2 separate regions of the Triticum aestivum genome follow, and region 2 is linked to region 1. The links are chromatin contacts, called in public HiCAR-type maps. All regions are on one chromosome and are shown on one strand. Each heading gives the region's core, a stretch centred on a gene start, on an enhancer-like site or on the middle of the called end of the contact. The rest is flanking DNA. Distances are from core to core; before and after follow the strand shown. Region 1 holds the start of LOC123188202 (protein N-lysine methyltransferase METTL21A). Region 2 holds the start of LOC123188205 (copper transporter 4).

Evidence for each region. HiCAR-type assays count read pairs that join an accessible place to other places.
Region 2: a HiCAR-type map of leaf shows a contact between it and region 1, with 9 times the contacts expected there. The contact joins the promoter of LOC123188205 here to the promoter of LOC123188202 in region 1. A contact is called at or near these places in 4 of 5 Hi-C or Micro-C datasets (leaf, root and an unstated tissue) and 1 of 1 datasets of contacts at active chromatin or transcription factors (leaf).

The regions. Positions count from the first base shown.
Region 1 is chr2A:175,596,160-175,601,564 of IWGSC CS RefSeq v2.1, forward strand. It overlaps LOC123188202 (protein N-lysine methyltransferase METTL21A), which reads right to left and starts at 2,700. Exons shown (of 1, transcript XM_044600240.1): 1 at 1,480-2,700. The coding sequence starts at 2,559. The coding sequence ends at 1,687. LOC123188204 (a long non-coding RNA gene) reads left to right here and starts at 357. Exons shown (of 3, transcript XR_006494368.1): 1 at 357-690; 2 at 860-967; 3 at 2,880-3,427.
Region 2 is chr2A:176,118,736-176,124,140 of IWGSC CS RefSeq v2.1, forward strand. LOC123188205 (copper transporter 4) reads left to right here and starts at 2,301. Exons shown (of 3, transcript XM_044600243.1): 1 at 2,301-2,402; 2 at 2,646-4,086; 3 at 4,253-4,485. The coding sequence starts at 2,648. The coding sequence ends at 3,148. It overlaps LOC123188206 (a long non-coding RNA gene), which reads right to left. Exons shown (of 3, transcript XR_006494370.1): 1 at 4,729-5,405; 2 at 4,479-4,624; 3 at 3,959-4,392.

The sequences.
Region 1 (5,405 bases), core at 1,450-3,949:
CCCCATAACAAAAGGGAGCAAATTACCAAATAGATAAACCACTAAAATGAAAAATAGTATGTATAGAATATTGTTTCTGACTCATACCAGAACACCAAACAAAAGATGCGGAACACTGAGTAAATTAAGGTCAAGTAAAATAAGATCTTACATGCCCATATTCGTTATTAATACACAGAGGCACCATGTCATTGAGATATTCACTGGAGGTCCATCATATTGAAGTAATAACAGTATTAAACCACGGTAACGCTGAATAAAACAAACTTGACATGCCCAGGGGTGGAGACAGGACCCGGGCACCTAGGGCCCAGGCCCGGTGCGTGGGAAATTTGTTTTACGCCCAACTACCTAGATTTCAAGTTGGGCCCGGGGTCTAGCCCAGCAAGCACTGTACGCAACCACGGAAGAGGTGGTCTCGTCCTCCGTCCTCCCAGTTTCCTTCGACCCGCGAGGAGCGGCCTCGACCTAACTCGTGCAACGAGCGGCTGCGAACTGGCTCTACTGCTTCCCGGCCAGCCGTCCCTCCCCTCGCACCGGTGCAGTGGTGCTCCCCTCCCGGCTCCCTGCTCCCCGCTCCCCAACGCGTGCCGTGGAGGCCGCCTCTCCTGCGCCGCCGGGGCGTCGCCCCGCCCTTCTGGACAGATTGCTCCGGGCGACTATTGTGTTGACCAGTTTGATTATATGATGGTGAAAACTCGAACACCTTTCTGAAGATTTATTCTTCATACATTCAATGCATTTGCTGGTTCAGACTTCAAACTGATGTGGACACAACGATGTCTAAGATCCGCTCAATTTTTCTGCTTCAAATTGAAACAGATTTAATGTATTCAGTATATGTTCATTTTCTTCACAGGAGCTGTTTGCTTGACCTTGTGCACGGTACCAAAAAGCTGCAGCAGCAGAATTTTTCGTCCGAGGAAATCAATACACTTGAGAAGAACTTCTGACATATTTCTTTCAGGTAAAGCATTACTAATATGTTAAGTACACAAGTGAAGTTTGTTTTCTTTTGACAAAAAGGGTGTAATGCAAAAGGTTAATTCATACTATGTAGCATGTAGCTTTACAGATTTAAGGATCCATAAGCATTGGGTTTCAATTCTAGATCGATTGTGCAATTGAGCCATATTGTATGCTTTCACATGTGGTATTTTTTTGCGTAGATATGAGGTACTTTGAGGGTAGTTATAGGCGGTAAAGATTTTCAATCTCGCCAATATTTTTTGGGCCCGGGTTTTGCTCCAATCCTGGCTCCGCCACTGGACATGCCCAAAGCTCAAACTACAAAATTTGCTATGCCCCGTTGCTTGCGAAGCAACTGTGTAAAATGTCAACAACCATAGAGTTCAGGCAATGTATTATTTTAGGCGAGGGTTCATGAAATTTGGAACTACAATCCAACACTTTGATCATGTACCACGAAATCAACTATAAATTGGGCCAGCAGAAGCACCCGAACAATCGAAACCAGCATACAACTAAATTCTCGTCCTCAGTTGCACAATGTGATACTGTTCCAAGCTCGGAAGAAAGATTTCCTGTTTAATTTTGTCTTCGGTTGCACAATGTCACATCGTTTGCAAGAAACATTTTGTGTTTAACTCTAGCAGTACAGTAGAATCAGCATGGGCATAAGCAAGCAAACATTACATCCATTACCTTTTGGAGAAGCTGCTTCTTTCACTTCTTGTCACGCTGCTTCTTCGCTGTGAAGCGGTAGACCACCGGACCATGGCGCCAGCCTTCGGGGGGTGGATCCTTGTGCAAAACCTCAATGTCGAACACCTTCCTGGCCTTCCCGAAGAATTTCTTATCCGTGCGTTTCCACCTCCTCATGTGCGCCATCAGGAACACCACATCCCCCTTCACGAAGAACCGCAGCGTCTCTATCAGGGGGTCGACCAACTCCTCGTAGTAGACCACGTCCGACGCCACGACGAGGTCAAACCGAGACGCCGGCGCTGGGGCCACCACGGCCCCCATCGCGGCGGCATCGCCCCAGGGGAGCGGCACGACGGAGACGGAGCCACCGCGGGAGTCGAGGAGGGGCGCGTTGAGGGAGGCGTTGTGGCGGAGATTGGGGAGCGCGGCGGGGAGGTCGGAGAGGACGGTGTGCGCCGGGAGGGCCGCCGCCAGGGCGAGGCCCGCGGCGCCGGTCCCGGAGCCGAGCTCCATGATGCTGAGCGGGCAGTGGGCGGTGGGCGGGCGCGGGAGGAGATGCGGGGAGGCTGGGAGGAAGCGGAGGAGCGTGGTGGCGGAGGGCCAGAGCTGGAAGGTGAGCCCGAGGGAAGGGATGGTGCGGACGGTGATGGGGGACGGAAGCGCGGGGAGGTGGAATTGGTGGAGCTGCCCCTCGGATGAGGGGGCGGCGGCGGCGGCGGCGGAAGCGGGGAGGAGGTTTGGGAGGAGGAGTCGGAGATCCTCGGAGTCGGAGTCGGAGTCGGAAGCAGAGGATATGGCGGGTGTGTTGGAGGGAGATGCGTTGGTGGCGTCGGAAACAGAGACGTTGGACGAACATGCGGCGGCGGCGGTGGCTGTGGCGGCGGCCGCCATTATAGTGGTCGAACAGAGTTTTTTTTTTTGAAATGCGAACAGAGTTTGTTGGTTGCCCGTTTGGGCGGTTTTGCTAAAACTCAGCTATCACAGCCATTGGATTAATAAATAGCATCACGATGTGTGCAGGTTGCAGCTGAGGCCCGTGGCAGCCTGTTTCGTCTTTTGTTTTGTTCATTGTTTGACACGATTTAGTATCCTGTCCCGGCCCGTCTCAGCCTCCCGTCGTGTCTTTTCTGAAATCAAACAAGGTCCGGATTCTCTAACCCTCCAGATGTCGGTCAAGTCTAACCCTCTTTACCTGCACAATATATATGCAGGAGGAGTCGAGCTGCAGCTCTCCAAGCGAGCTACGAAGGGCATCCAACTGATCGATACCTTTTATTCAAGAGAAAAGGCAACAGATTGATACATCGACAAGGAAAAAAGAGAGAACCAAGGAGATCGAGGAAAGCAGATAATGGCCGACCTCGAGAACGCTATCGACGAGGGCCTCCTTGCGACGGCGGAGCCTGACGAGGAGTCTATCCGCCGTTTCCAGCGCAAAGTCTTAGGCTTGGTGGGCCTCGTGAGTAGCGCCATGTTCGCGGTCGAGTGGGTGGTGTGTCTCTATTTCGCCTTAACAAGGAATCCGACCCTTCCCGTTCTGGGGCGTCGCTTACGTCCTCGGGATTTCAGCCTTGACCGTTGGAGGCTCATTTTACTCCGTCAGACATTTTTTTTGGAAAATTGTTTGTGAAATTTGTAGCCGTGAGAATGTAGACATTAGACTCGTATAAATAGGTTGCCCTAATTCTGTGTATCAGCGTTCACATGCAATGCCAAACTGTTGGCTTTAGTTGCACTCATATGTGTTGAATGTCATATATATTCGACTTGTTTTGATGATTTTTTTAATTTCTAAGGGCAACTTTAACTGACCCCCTATAACTAGTTAGAGGAGTAAACATTCGGTTTTACTCTTCTAACCGCACCTAACCGATCCCCAATAGCTGATGGCGGGGATAAATTATTATCCTCACTCGCCTCCGCCGTCCCTAGTTTTACTCGGCGCTCGGGCTTGGAGGAAAAACTCTCCTCCACTCTGTTGTCTCCCCCGCCGTGCTCCCGTGCCGCATCTACGCCGGTGCCGTCGTGCCCAACCCCCGTCGGCCACCGCTCGCCACCGCGCACACCTGTAGGCTCCGCTGTTGTCCTTGACCGCCCGGATTTGGGCCTCTCCTGCCCCGTCGCTCACGCACAACCAATAAATCTGAGGCTGCCGCCGTCGCCGCCAGATTTGACGCACCTGGCTGCCCGGTGCGCCTTTGCTATGAATTGGCTGAGTATGAGACCATACAGCCCCGACAATGCCTCCACACCACATGCAAGTATTGAATCGGCCTCTAGCCGCTCGGATCTCTACCGTCGATGGTTCACCAGCAGAGAAACGCTCGGCCGTCGCCCGGGGTGCGGCGACTGCCTGTGGCAGGTGGTGCGTCGAGTTTCCACCACACCGGAACATCCTGGATGGGTGTTATTCAAGTGTAAAAAAGATGGGGTATGTACTTCTTTGGATTTGGTTGTTCACCAGATTCGGCGCAATTCCGGTAGCTCATTGTTTGCTCAAATTTGTGTGGATGAATGCAAGTATTGATATTGGGAAGAAGATTACGTTGATCTATTGATACCATGGAATTTGTTAGATGCTCGTGCACTCGTTGCTAGAATAGAGGCTAGAGATGAGACTATCACTACAAAAAAATACACTTCTATGATGATACGTGTTTGTCACAATAGGTCACGTTTTCTGTCATGCATGTACATCCATGACGATTTTATGACAGAATCAAGATAGTCATACATGTGCTGTCGTAGAAGTGTTCCATGACATTACCAAAATTATCATTACGGTAGTGTCCACTTCCATGACGATAAATCACGCGTCATAGAAATTCTTTCGTCAAGGGTGACCGACACGTGGCATCCACCGTAATGTGTCGTTGTCAAGCTATCGGGTTCCGGCTTGGATCAGATAACCCGTTAACAGCCCAGACCAATGGGGATTTTCCATGTGTAAAATTATCATTGGCTGGAGAAAACACGTGGCGGCTCACCGTTGGGACATATGTCATCCACTCATTGGACAGAATGCGCCAATGATACATCGACACGTGGCACGGCCTAACAGAGGCCCATTCTTGTGAAAAGGCCGGCCAGTTTGATTTGGTCAAAAGATAGCGGGCCGGCCCACGGAAAGCCTGTTAATAGCCTGTTCGCACATAGCCCATTTACAGCCCGCTAACCTAGGGCCCGTTACGGCCTATCCGAATTAGGTCCAGTAGCGTCATCTGGTCCGTCCAATATGATTCTAGCCCGTTGTAACTTCCCACCCATGTCTGGCCCATGACGTCTTTCGGCCCATATGAGGCACTTTGTAACTCTTGGCCCATTAACGGCCCGTGGCGAAACTGGCCCGTAATGAACAGTATATCGCTTTATACCCATTAGTGGTCCATTATTCTATTGGGCCGTTTTCAAGCCCGTGTTATCTTTCGACCTTCTCAGTGCTCATTTATTCTTGGGCTCATTTTCAGCATCCGGTTACTTATGGGTTGTTAATGACCTTTTCTGATTATGGGCCAAATTCAGTCCGTGGTTACAATCGGCTCGTTTGTGGCCCGTTAATCTGTTGAGACATTTTCATAGCGTCATCAAATACGACCAATTAACGACGGCCCATTATGGTCGGCTCATGAACGGACAATTCCAACTCTAGCCTGTTTAAGGCCCATAACGCGGTCCATTATTGGCCCATGTTTGGCCAATCGATCATACGGCTCGTAGAAGGCCCATTGATGCTACTC
Region 2 (5,405 bases), core at 1,051-3,550, 520 kb after region 1:
CAAAATTATCATGGTGTAAAGTTCTAAATAATTGCCATTGTCTAATTAATAAATTTTCCGAGGTCTAATTAATAAAATTATCATGATGTAAATAATAAATTACCATTGTATAATTAATTAAATTAACATGGTGTAAATGAGAAAAATTGCCATGGTCTAACTGAAATAATTGCCATTGTCTAATTAATATATTTTCCAAGGTCTAATTAATAAAATTATCATGATGTAAATAACAAATTACGATTGCATAATTAATTAAATTGACAAGGTGTAAATGAGAAAAATTGCCATGGTCTAACTGAAAAAATTGGCACGGTCTAAATAGAATGAAATTGCCACGCAATCTACAAAAATTGCCCATGGTCTAAATAATTAAAATTATCATGGACTAATTTAAAAAATGCCCAACATCTAAATCATGAATTGGCATGCTACCTATAATAAAAATGCACAAAGAAAATGTTGTAAATTTCTCCTCTAAAAACATGAAAACTTTGAGATTTTTTAATGGGCACATGCCAAAAAATTAAAAAATGCATATGAAAAGTTTTGAAAATTGTTCTCCAAAAAATATGGCAGCTTTTTGGATTGTGTCGTGGGCACATGACAAAAATTAGGAATTCTGGATCTTTCAAAACATGGAAAACTTTTGAAAAAAAATTCAACTGAAAATTTCAAAATGAAAATCAGATTCAAAACATCTTAGCCCGCCCCTCCTTCATTCAGGAGGTCACCGGATTGAGCCACCACTCACGCGCCTTTGCCATAATTTTTGTGTGGGGAGAATAAAGGAGGGGATGTTCGACAAGAAGCTGGTTATAGCGATCGATTCTGAGAACCGACGTAACAGCAGCCTTGCGTTGTGATTCGTGCCAGGATATCAAACGACAACCAACACAATTGCTGAGAGAATGTTATCATTTCCATAGTCTAAAGTATAATATTTGAATACACATGGTTCAAAATACAACTAGTGATAAAATACCATGTCCAAAAATTTCCACGATAATCCTCTATAACACTAAGCTCTCTAGTTTTAAAGAGCCCACATTCAATTGATATCTCCAATTATAATTGGGTCATCCGACTTTGACCGGATCAACAATTTCTTCAAGCTCTCTCATTCAAATATTTTATACTATACACTATGCTTCCTAATTTTTAAGGCTCACAATTAATTTTCTATAATCCTAATCTCCCTAGTTTTAAAGAGTCCACATTCAATTGAGGTCTCCAATTATAATTGGGTCATCCGATTTTGACCGGCTCAACAATTTCTTCAAGCTCTCTCATTCAATTATTTTATAATATACACTATGCTTCCTGATTTTTAACGCTCACATTTAATTGATGTATTCAATTTAAAATCATGACATCCGATTTTGACCGGGTCAACAATTTCTCGAGCTCTCCCATTCAATTTTTTTAATTCACTATGTTCTCTAATTTTGAAACTCTTTCATTCAATTGAGATATTTAATTTTGCATTTGGTTTACGATTTTGACCGGGCCAACGATTTTTCAAATCAACGGGCGACAACCAGCCTATAAAAACATATCAATCCCGCGCACCCTCCCAGCACCTAGAAAAAAGAAGCGTCGCCATGTGATATTGTAGCACCAATATGTTATATGCAACTACCGGTCCAAAAATTTCTTCACATAAATATAGGTTGGTTAGCGGATAACATAGAATCACATCACGAAAGGTGCACCAAATCAATGCATTATAAAAGAAACATGTTCTATTACTTCCCCGCCCACCAAACTAAATATTCAACCAATTCCAAAATATAAGGGGTATTAGTTTTTCAGAAAGTCAAATTTCTTTAACTTTGGTCAAGTTCAGAGCAAAACTATCAACATCCATAATATTAAACAAAATGACTATGAAAATTCATTTCATGATGAATTTAAAAATATTGATTCGATATTATGGATTTTGATAAATTTATCTATAAATTTGATCAAACTTAGAAGGTTTGTCTTTTTAGAAAAGTAATACACCTTATATTTTGAAATATAGTGTTTTTTTAAGAAATCCAACAACGCCAACGGCGCGGCAAAACGCGCGCAACCCTTTTAGTAGTAATACCATGTCTGAAAAGTAGCTTTTAGTGCCAATTGAAATCTAGCGCTCAAACTTGGAAATCCATCCTAATAATTGTTTTTTAGTTGGAACTCTTTTTTTTTATGGAAAGTTGGAACTATTGAAATACATGGCACCAGTTCGATAATACTCGTAGTCCTTTTGTTTTTTGCGAGAAGATAAGACTCACAGTCCGTAGGTCAATATAAAGGCTGGTTATAGGAAGAATCGGAGCAGCAGCCTTGTTTGGAAGAGACAGCTACACCGGCAGCAACCAGGAAGACATCCTCTATCTGCTATCCCAAAGCTCACGGTATCTAATGCCCCTATCGCTATTATCTCTTCCTTGTTCTTGTTCCTATTTTCTTTCTTGTTAGATAGATATGTATGCCTTTATTATGTCTTTCCATTCTCTGGTAGAATTCCTCGCTTTCCAATAGACAAGAGTCACTGGGCGAGTTCTTTTTAATTATACTGCCCACCAACTCGTCGACCCGACATTTCTGCTCAACTCACCGGAAAATGGCCATGCCGATGCCGCCACCGCCGCCCGCAGGCATGCCTCCGATGGGGCCGATGGGTCCGATGGGGCCGATGGGGCCGATGGGACCGATGGGTCCGCCGCCGGCAGCCGACATGGCTGGGATGGGGACGATGCCAGTGATGCACGCGGCCTTCTTCTGGGGGCACCGAGCGCAGGTACTCTTCCGCGACTGGCCCGGAGACCGTGCCGGCGCAGGTATGTACGTCCTCTGCCTCTTCATCGTCCTCACGCTCGCCGCGCTCGTGGAGGCCCTCTCCGCGGCGTCGAGGGGGGTCTCCAGCCGCCGGCCGGCCGTGGTGCTGGCGCTCACGGGGCTCCACGCGGTGAAGATGGCGCTGGCCTACCTGGTGATGCTGGCTGTCATGTCGTTCAACGTCGGCGTCCTCCTCGCTGCCGTCGCCGGACACGCGATCGGGTTCCTCCTCGCGCGGAGCGCCGTGTTCCGCCAAGCGACTCCGGGTGACGCGCCACAGAACGGTGCTCTCGTTCCCTCGGAGGCTGAGCCCAAACCTTAAGCTGACATGATTAGATGCTGGAAATTGTTTTATTAAGACCCGGATGGATACTGAATATGGGAAGTATATGTACGGAGTACATTCTAGAAAATAGATTATTCTAGTACTCCTCCTCCTTGGTTCGACATAACTTTATAAAAAACACAACCTGACGGAATTCTCAAATTTAATTTTTCAAACGAATTAGACCCCACATGGAGGTCTCTCCCTCATGATTGACAAGGATGAGGGTGAAGGGGCAACGCACACACATGATTTCGAAAAGTCCGGTGTTCTGATCCGCCTCCCGGAACAAGAGGCAGAGAGCTTCTGGAGATGCACCGACAACCGCGAGATCAATATATATGTTTGAACTATGTTTAAAATTTGTATTATTAAGTGCAAACAATTTGTATTCGTGTGCACAAAACTATGTTTGGCCAAAATGATCGACGCAAATGTCTTGAAAATAGGAGCTGTGGTTGCAAATAACAAGATTTGATGCCCGTTGTCCGCGGGCGCGTCTGCAGATATTATGTCTCGGATTAGCTACCTATGGTTGTAGATGCTTTTCTGTTTCTAATTGGGCACCAGATTCTATTCTTGATAAGCAGGCACCAGGTCGTACAATATGTTGAATATTGCTCCAGTGCGAGTTACATCTATAGTTGCACACTGTATCATAGTTTTGTGGAGTTCCTATGCTTCTGTAGATGGATTTTGTCGCTGCTTTTCAGAATTCATCAAATTTTCCACATGACGTATAATATAATAAGCACTGTTACAAATTCGCTGATTTAACACGGTTGACAGCTAGAGCACAAGGCCAAAAGAAACTCTTTTACCGGAGTTGGAGAACAATAAATGTAGGCACAAGGCCAGAAAGAGGAGGGGCACTCAGCTACTTCTACAGCTAACTACAACTCCCGTCAGTTTAACCAGACTGACTCAAATTCACGGTATAATCATCAGAAGGCAAAAATAAGTGACATCCTGTTTAGATATCGCACGAGCTGCTCCAATTTGCATGTCTATGTTCTTCATGCAGACACTTCATAACATGCCAACAATGCCATATAGATATATAACAAAAGGATAGATGATGAGTTAAATATCCTGCTGCAGTTCTTCACATTCATGTGTCATCCCGGATGCCGCGCCACCTACACAAGCGCCTCGTCCAACTCAGAGTCACCGTGCTGCCTCAAGGCGATGTGAAGAACCAACTGGATAACAGCGCAGGAGAATCCTACCAAGCTTGGGTACTGCATTGAGGCCGATGAGATGTGGAGAACTACAGTTAGACAGTTGGTCATGGTTTGGAACAGGAAACACACTACTTCATACTTACAAAGATGAAATTGTCGCATTTTTCAGCCATGTAGGCGTATCCAGCCCAGAGCGTTGTGTTCGCCAGAGCGTTGTGTTCGCCAAAGACAACACCACTTGAAGCAATGGTGGCATCGAGTCCATGCTCTTCTGCCGACGCACAGTCCCCTAGAGCAAAACATTAGCATGTATAGCAATGTGACAACATTCGCATGCAGAGGAAGTAATTTGTGACAAAAGAGGGGAATTCAAGATGGTATTGGTGTACGTACCAAGTTGAACAGAGGGGAAACCGATACCAAACTGCCACACAGGGCGCAGGCCCAGCTGAAGAATAACTTGTATTTTGCCATATCTGCTAGAAAAACAATAAGGATTCCGAACCACGCATAAATGAATCCCCACGGACGTTGATCTTCCTCACAGAAGTACAGGAATGTGTAAATGTAATAGATCTCCCATGCAGCCCCGAACACATTGATCACAATTATGAGACTGCTACCCATTGGTGAGATGCCGTAGCAAAGCCAAAGGGCGCAGTTGACTAGAGCGGTCAGGTAAGGAAACACAGAGCGCTCTCCAACGTGCTCATTTCTCTTCAAGTCCGCCATAGTCGTGAACACACGTCAAATTAAATCTGTGTGTATGCTTGTATTGCACTGAAGACAAAATCACTCAAATTCAACAACATAAGCCCTGGCATATTCACAACAACTAACTAGGGCAACGGAACAATGTAGATAGCAGTTAAGGATTAAGATCTTTCAGAAAAAGTGAAAAACAGTTCAACTTTGAAAAGCTCAAGTACATTGGAGTGAAAATTGCACAGTACTGTCAAAAAATCACATACAGAGAGAGAGAGAGACAGAGAAGATGCGACTAGAGAGACGATCTCCCACACCCGCATCTCTTTCAGCCAGAATCCCTTTCCTTGGTAAATCCGTTAGCA